2 separate regions of the Neogale vison genome follow, and region 2 is linked to region 1. Evidence: chromatin contacts called from public Hi-C data. All regions are on one chromosome and are shown on one strand. The core of a region is the stretch at or near the end of the contact, and the rest is flanking DNA. Distances in the headings are between cores, read along the strand shown.

Region 1 (4,059 bases), core at 1,398-3,897:
TAATATAAAAGTTACGTATCTACTAAGAGTTAGTTAAAAAAAAAAAAAAAAAAAAGTAAAACACACATGCACGTGTTAGCTATAGTTCCTTAATTACCTTGTCAAAATTATGAAACCCAGCATATTCTTAAACAACAGAACCTCTCCTATCCAAACCAGAAACAGAGACACTCCACATGCTCCATAAAAACTTTTTAAAATAAAGAGTATTCCTTTGGCTAAATTCTGATCGTTATGTGAACTATACATTTTTTAAAAATAATCAAACCACCAATTTTTGAAGAATTACATATTTCACATAAATCTGGCAAAAACTTTATTAGTCTTTTAATTTGGCTTAATGTTTTGTTTATTTTAAAGCCATTTATTTGCCCTCTAAAAGACCCACAGCATTTTTCCCTGAAGGCTAATCAGCAAGTTCTTGTCCCCTCTGTGCCAACAGAGAATCTCCAGAACAGTTTCTACTAGCTGCAGCAAAGCAACAATTCTACAGTGCATCTGATTTACTATTTCATTAGGTACATACTGAAATCCTGATTTCATGAACATCTTTGTCAGTCAGCTTCCGTACATGAATGAGAAGAAAACTGACACTCTGGCATGCCAATACCAACAACCAAGCCACTTTACTTCAAAAGGAAACAGACTTTAGCAGCTAATAATTCACACAAATGAAGAAAAGTATCCAAGATAAAAGTACCTCAACTAAGTTTGAAATTGCACACATCGTGAAAAGGAGATTCAGAATAAATAATTTAAAATATGTAATGAGACTAAATTAAGTTTGGTCAAAGAGATTTGATTCAGCCCTAATGGTATGAATAAATCAGTACATCTTGAAAACACTTACTTACTTCTAGAAATTAAATCCTGACTATGCTAGGATTTCAATCTAGTGTCACTTGTTTTCTCAAAAAATTTTGTGAGACAACATATAGTGGAAGGAGACTTGAGCATTATTTGAATGGAACACAGGAAAACCCTGATATGCAAATATGAAAGGAGATGATGAAACTATAAATATTTTTAATTTACAAAAAAATGGTTAATGTATCAAAGAATCATTAAAACATATCTGCCAATAATGTTACACAAGACCTCTAACTGGCTTGAAACATCACATTCTTTCAAGCAACATATAACAAACTGCTTTCTCAAGGAGTATCTGTAACAGTGACTAGTGAAAACCCTTTGAACTATTTCTCAGATTATCATCTCCCATTTAAGTATTTTCAAGTACAACACTGAAACAGTTTTTAAGCAAAGAATGTGTAATTTTTAAAAAGGCATTTAATCTCAATTCCCTGAATCAAAGGAGGTGTGACAACCAATGCATGTAAAATTAACCTTAATCCGCCAACGAAAACACGCAAAATGTCTCCTAACAATTCCCCTCCTCCTTAAAACAACAACCGTACACATAAATATGGTACTGACCTCCACCCCCACCGAGAGCTGCTAATTAATTGAGAATAGTTACATTTGGAGACCAAGGTGCAACACCCTACCCCATAAACCTCCCAAAATAACCACATCATCAAAGTAGAACTGAACATTATTTTTGCTAAACCAAGAATCCAACCCCCGGGAGCCTCAGCCCTTAGACAATGGTGGTTACCAGACAGAGCTGCACAGTTGGGTCCAAATGACACATTTCACTAGGCCTTGGACACAGCACACACTCACACTCTCCCAAGGGGCCAGTTCGAAGGAAGGGGCGTTCAAACCCCACTAGGAGACGGAGGGTAGCACAGTGGCGTAGGGGGTTCGCTAAGGGAGGACAGGCGAGAGGGGTGTCGATAGAGCGGCAGGGTAACTGCACTGCACGCGAGGGAGGGGGCTGGAAATGGCCGATGGATTCTATATTTATTTATTTAAAGGTCTTGATTTAACGGGTCCTTCCCATGGGTTCTGTAACTAAAGCCAAACTGCGCAGCAAACATTGTGGGGTTGGGAGAGAAGTCGCTGCTGCCCCTACCCCGTGACTAGGAAGGGGGGTGGGGGAAACAAGTTCCCCGGCCAACACCACAGACCACTCGGATTCTCCCCCTCCCCCTCCTCCACAGGAAGGGGGAGGCTAACAGAGAAAAGGGGGAAAACAAGTTCCCCAGCCAGCCCCACCGCCCGATCACTCCCAGTTGTTCCCCACCGCCTTCTGTTAGGAAGAAGGAGGCTAAACGTGGAAGGCAGTAGAAAAGGGGGAAATCCCACCCTTTGCCTCCCCCCACCCTAGCCACCAACAGACTCCTGCGGGGTCCGTGAACCAGGCGAGAAGCCAAAGGATGGGTGGGGGTTGAGGGTGCCGAGCCCCCGCAACCAAACAAAGCGCGGCCTGAGCTAGAGCCCAGGCGAGTGGGGAAGCCGCGGCTTTTCCTGCCGGCCCGGGCCCGGGCCGGGCTGACACTGCGGCAGCCGCGGACCCGCCTCCGCTCAGCCTCCGTCTCCCAGCCCGGGGGCGCACAGGCCTCCCCCGCCCGCCCCGGCCTCCCTCCCCGCGGGTCCCGGCCGGCCGGCGCCCGAGCCGGCGGGCGGCGGGGAGGGAGCGCGGCCTTACCCCGCTCGCCGGCGTTGTTCCGCTCCTGGGGCAGCGGCGGAGGCGGCGGTGGCGGTGGCGGAGGCTGCTGCTGCTGCGGCGGCGGCGGAGGCTGCTGCTGCGGCTGCTGCTGGGGCGGCTGCGGCGGCGGCTGCTGCGGGGGCTGCTGCTGCTGTTGCTGCACCGGGCGCGGCCGCGACACTCGCCTGGGTCTCCGGTTGGCGGCTCGGACGGAGTTCATTTGCCGGGCTGAGGTGGCGGCGTTGGCGGAGGGACACACACACACACACACACGCACAGCGAGCTCCGGGGCAGGAGTAGGGGTTGGGGAGGGGGAGGAAGGAAAGGGGGCGAGGGGAAGGGGAGATGGGAAGGGCGGAGGGGGCGAGCGAGACCCCGAGTCAAGAGAAAGGCCCGCGGAGACGGACAGAGACCGAGCGAGGCCGGGCGGGCGGGCCTGACGCACGGGGAAGGCCGAGGCCGCCGGGCGGGGCGGCCGCGAGGGACGGAGACAGAAAGACGGGCAGAGCGAGAGAAAGAAAGAAAGGGCGTCCGCCCGCCTGGGGATCCCGGGGCGAAGCGCGGCGTCGGCGGGTGAGGAGACAGACTCCGGTCCCGCCGACTCCCGAGCGGCGTCTCCGGCGGCGGGGGGAGTGGGCGGGCGGGCGAGGAAGGGAGAAGGAGGAGAAGAGAGGGAGAGAAGGGAGGGAGGGAGCAGGGGGCGCCCGGCTCTTTTTTTTTTTTTTTTTTTCCTCTTCCTACCCCCACACCCCCTGAAAGAGATTTCTGTGAGGAATTTTTTCTCTCTTTCTTCGGCCTCTTCTCTCTCCTCCCCCCCTTCTCTCCTAGGCGAAGGGGAAATGAGTGTGAAGGGAGGAGATAGAGGGAAAAAGAGGCGTCGTCGTTCCTCCTCCTTAAAGGAACCTTTCCTCCTCCTCCTCTTCCTCCTCAACCCCGTCGCCGCTGCTTCTGCTGCTGCTCCGTGGCAGGAGGAGCCATTGACATCGCCGGAGCCTCCACTCGCCCAGTGGGTCCCTCCCCGCCGCGGGGCTGGCCAGGGGCGCGGGGGAGGGCCGCGGAGCGGCGGGGGGAGGGGTGAATGGGCGGGGACGCAGAGGGGCGGGGATTCTAGCCAAGCAGCCAATGGAGAGCTCCCATACAACCTTCAGGCCAATAGGGCCTCCGCTCTTATGGCGAAGACCCTTCCTTCAACGCCCTGTTTCCTCTCTCGGGTTTCCTCCCTCCCTCGCCAAGGAGGGGGAAGGAGGGAAGGGGGAGTGTGGTGGGGCGGGTGATAATGGGGAGGTATCAGGGCATATAATAGAGCGGGGGGTGGGCGAAGATAGCGCTAGTGCGTAGCGACGATTCTAGGAGAGGAGGTTCTCGGAGGAAAGGGCGGGGGCTGCTGATGTAATGGGGAGAAGTGATTAATCCTTTGGTTCGCCTTTTCGCCCCCCCCCACCACCTTCACCCGATTTTTAACCAGAGAAAAAAGTGGAGCCAGGGAACCGATCCTTGGTAACTCG
Region 2 (4,191 bases), core at 39-2,538, 170 kb after region 1:
CATCAATCTATGAACTTCGCACTAATTACAGTGCCTCAGTTTCCCTACTTTATAAGCTGAAGCCTGCCTCTACAGAGTGTTTGGAAAGCTTAGGGAGATAATAGTCTTTGAGTGCTTTGGAAATACAGAATATATTATAAACGCTGAATAATAATAATAACAATAATAATAGGGAGTCTTTAATAACAGGGGTCCTTTAATAATACTCATCAAGTATAATAACATTACTAACCACTGGGAACAAGACAGAGTGCGTCTCTGTCTTCTTAATCATTAGTTTGTATCATGGGAAATTGGTGGGGGATTGGCGCCTTGTTCAAGTTGCTCATCGTGCCTCAGGTGGCAGAGCCCCTCAGGAAGGCAACTGCTCTCTCCTGGTCTCTCCCGGTAACACTTGGTTGCCTTTAGGAAGACACAAGCACCTGCGAATGGGAGGTGGCATGCAGAGGCATTACAATTCAACTCCCATGCCAGGGAACATGATTTTTTAAACGCCCATTGCTAGCTGGTTGGGGAAAGAAGAAAAGGTACCTGGAGACCCAAGAAAGTTGCACGCATGGCGGGCTGGCCAAGGTTCCAGTGTGGCCACCCAATCCTGCCACGAGATGGCGACAATCCAGCTGGAAACGCCTGCCCCGGGTGGCCCTGTCGGTTTCCAAGCGGGGAAGGGCTTCCTCCCTCAGACACAAAGAAGGGATCTTTCGAGCCAGGAAGAGCCATTTATAGGGGCTACAAGCTGGGGCCTTTGCCGCGACTAAGTCTTCCCGGAGAATTAGGCCGCTTCCTTCTCACACCCCCCGCTCCGTGGACTTCTACTTCACGGGACTGAAACGCTTGGGGGGATATTGTGCAAAAGCGCCCGAGAAATTCCAGGTTCGACCTCTCCCTCTGCCCAGAGGCGGTCCAGCTGCTTCCCGACCAGCGACATTCCCGGGATTCCGGCAGGGGGAGCGGGTGCTTCCCGGGGCGGAGCGCAGCCAAGCCCGACCGTGCGCTCGGCCCCCAGCCCAAGCCCCGGCTGGGCAGAGCGAACCCCGCCCGCCCCACCCCTGCAGCCCCAGGGCCTTGGAGGCACAGGACCCCGGACCTGTGTTCCTAGGCTCTGGATCCGCGCAGCAGCCGCAGAGGCGCGCGCTCGCTGAGGCAGAGGAGCTCGCTCAACTCCTGCAGCACCTTCTGCCTGGGAAAAGTCCGTAGGCCTTCCTGGGTTTGGGGCGGGGGTTCTCTTTGTTTTCTTTTGTTTCGTTTTGAATGTAAGGAACCGCCACACCCTCGTTTGTCTCAGGCTGGAGTAAACTTGCTTTGAAACATTGCGCTGTTAGGAAACACACAGATTCCGATCTCCAGGTTCCAGAGAATGAGGTTCCAAGGGTGGTGTGTGGAACCCTTCTGGGTTGCAGAGCCCTGGCCTGGCCAGCCTGGCCTCCATCTTCCAACCTTGGGCTTGACTGTCACAGCCATGGGCAGACCCCTGCTCCTCCAGCCCAGGACTTGGCCAGCACTGGCCAGCATGGGAAGGAAGCCCAGAACAACAGGGTCGCTGATCCCTACCTGACCCCAGCCCACCACTTACCTGCTCACCCTTCTGGAATTGGGGTGGAAGTAATAGTAACAGTGAGCATTGACTGAGCAGGTGCCACACACAATTACCTCATTTAAGTCTGGCACACCGTTATCATCTCCATTTTACAGATGAGGAAACCAAGGTTTAGAGACGCTGAGTCATCTGCCCAAAGCCATACAGTTCTTGAATAGTGGGATTGGGATTTGAATCCAGGTCTACATTTCTCCAAAGCACCAGGCTATTGTACCTCCTTAGTTAGCTACTACAGCTGCACTGGGAGACAGTGCATCAAGCAGAAAGACATACTTGGGGCTATGATTACACAACTGGGGCGGACAACAAGGGAAATTTTGGACTCTTTTTGCCTTTAAATGTGTGCTGTAGAACTGGGCTCGCCTAGCCTGCCTTCTTTCCTTCTTTACACAAATGTTTACTGAGCGCATATTACACAGTAGGGACTTTTCTAGCGCCGAGACATTGCAGTGAACAAGACAGACCACACTTGAACTGTGTGACCTTGGGCAAGCTGCTTAAAATATGCTAGTTATTAAGCTCTTAGTTCCCATCCCAACCCACCTTCTGTATGCGGTTTTGAAAGGCTGCAGCTGGGACTCTGCAAACTGTATTTCTCCGTTGCTGCTGCTCCCGTTAAGTTTTGCCAATAGGGGTGCTAGAGGGGGACTTGAGGCAGGGGGAGGAGAGACACATTCCTTGCTTGTGGTCTGCAATCCCTGTCAATCTCACCACAGCACCGGTGGTCCGTTCTGGCCCCCAGTTTCCATCAGCATCCCAATGCAGTATCATCATGCCCCCTCCTCTGCAGTCTGACCCCAGGTTCTGAGTCCCTCTTCTGCACTCCCAGATTTTCATAGCCCTGTCTCTTTCCTTTGTTTCCCAGTCATGAGGTGGTAGCTGCTTTCTTCATTTACTATCTCTGTGTTATTTTAATGCTCTCTTTTTTCCCCCAGTCCTCCAATACCTATAAGCAGGGGTGTGCTGGTAAATATTTAATAACCAGCTCTCCAGAAAAACAAAAAGAAACCTGTTTTGTAATGTGTGCTGATTTTTCATAATATAAATCACTTATGATGGATAATTTTCAACTACCAACATGACATCCCTGAAGTGAAGCTGGTATTGAGGAGGGACAGAAAAAGAAAAATGTTCACTTTTAGCCCAGAAGGCTGAGCTTTATATAGCCTGCAAGTCTCCGATAAGGATCAAATAGGTGCTGGCAGCTACATTCTTAAAGGGTCTAGTGACTGCCTGTACATCTCACCCATAGTGAATATCGAGCTGAATGATAAGCACCAGAGAAATCTTGTGAAAGTCGTTTTATAAGTAGAAATTCAAAGAAGACATTTATGATCTAATACTGGCTGCATTGTCCCCTCCACACCCCTGGGCACTAGCACATAGTTGCCAAAGTGCAATTCTTTCTGGCCACGGGTCCTGTACCTGTGCTATAATAAAAGCATCTTTTTGCACCAAAACATCTCAAGAATTCTTACTTGACCATTCTTTCCCAACCCTGCATCAGTATGAGCAGTTCTAGTATATGAACACCAGCAACCAATTCCCTATAATAAATTCTCTCTGTCGAAGGACCTAGTTTGCTTTCTGTTTTTAAGACTGGGTCCCAACTTAAGCTTCTGAGCATCAATTTTTAAAAAATAGAATGACTACCATTTCTTCCACGTAACTCACAAAGTTGTTGGCATTATCTGAGATGATACAAATAAAATACTCTGAGAACTCTTTTTAAGAATTTGGTTATAACATAGCTCCTGGACATTTCTGCTAGAAGGATATAGAGCTAGAATGATGAAAGTCATCCAATAGGCAGCGAAGTGTTTTCATGACAGCTCACAGAAGTGTCCCAGGTGCTTTTAGAACTTAGGGTAACCTCAGACAAGGTGGGGAGCCAAGAGACTCAGAATCAGCAGTGATCATGGCAGTAACTGGGTTGTGATAAGACAGTGTGTGTGCATATGTGTGTATACTTTGTTTTTCAAGGACCCTGGGACTGAATATTGTGCAAATCAAGAAAGTACACAAAGCCAACAGGAAAACAATTGAAATCCTCCAACTAACACCACATACTTGGGGCAGCATAGGATGTATACATATTATACTACTCAGTTATAGAAAGGAAAGGAAATGTCTTAATTTTTCCATTACTGATTTAATTTTCCCAGCAAGGACTCAACCTATGAATAGTGAGAGAAGGAAACAATCTTTAAACTTGTAAATCACCAGTATCTCTTATTTGTGTTATCTCGATAATCTCTTCTTAATGACCCAGAGTTCACATAAATGCTGAGTTCTTTGCACTTTCTCTCTTGGAAAGATGATGTTTCAGGTAAGTGGGAGCTTATCTGACCTCATGGCACTAGGAGAGAAGAAGACTCAGATCCTCATGACCTCTGCTTCCTAGCCTGGCTCCTGGGCTGGCCTCATCTATTCTTTGTTTCTCATTGGCACTGGTACCTGGAGTCTGATTTTTTAAAAAGATTTTATTTATTTGAGAGAGAGAGAGCAAGTGGAGAGCAGGAGTGGGGGTGGGGGAAGGCAGAGGGAGAGGGAGAAGCAGACTCCCTGAAGAGCAGCAAGCCGGAGATGGGGCT

The links. Hi-C and Micro-C count contacts between places; a contact is called where the count stands out from the background.
Region 2: a Hi-C map of muscle shows a contact between it and region 1, with 7 times the contacts expected there. The contact joins the enhancer-like site here to the promoter of FBXO11 in region 1. A contact is called at or near these places in 2 of 3 Hi-C or Micro-C datasets (fibroblasts and muscle).

The regions. Positions count from the first base shown.
Region 1 is chr8:71,391,456-71,395,514 of ASM_NN_V1, forward strand. FBXO11 (F-box only protein 11) reads right to left here and starts at 2,648. Exons shown (of 23, transcript XM_044263896.1): 1 at 2,555-2,648. It overlaps LOC122916463 (a long non-coding RNA gene), which reads left to right and starts at 3,514. Exons shown (of 2, transcript XR_006386201.1): 1 at 3,514-3,560.
Region 2 is chr8:71,564,388-71,568,578 of ASM_NN_V1, forward strand. No RefSeq gene overlaps it. Among named protein-coding and RNA genes, the nearest start is that of FOXN2, 140 kb to the right of the region's middle. Within about 2 kb of position 1,289, the one cell type or tissue checked has open chromatin away from gene starts, as enhancers often do. A contact at or near this core is called in fibroblasts, where this site is marked.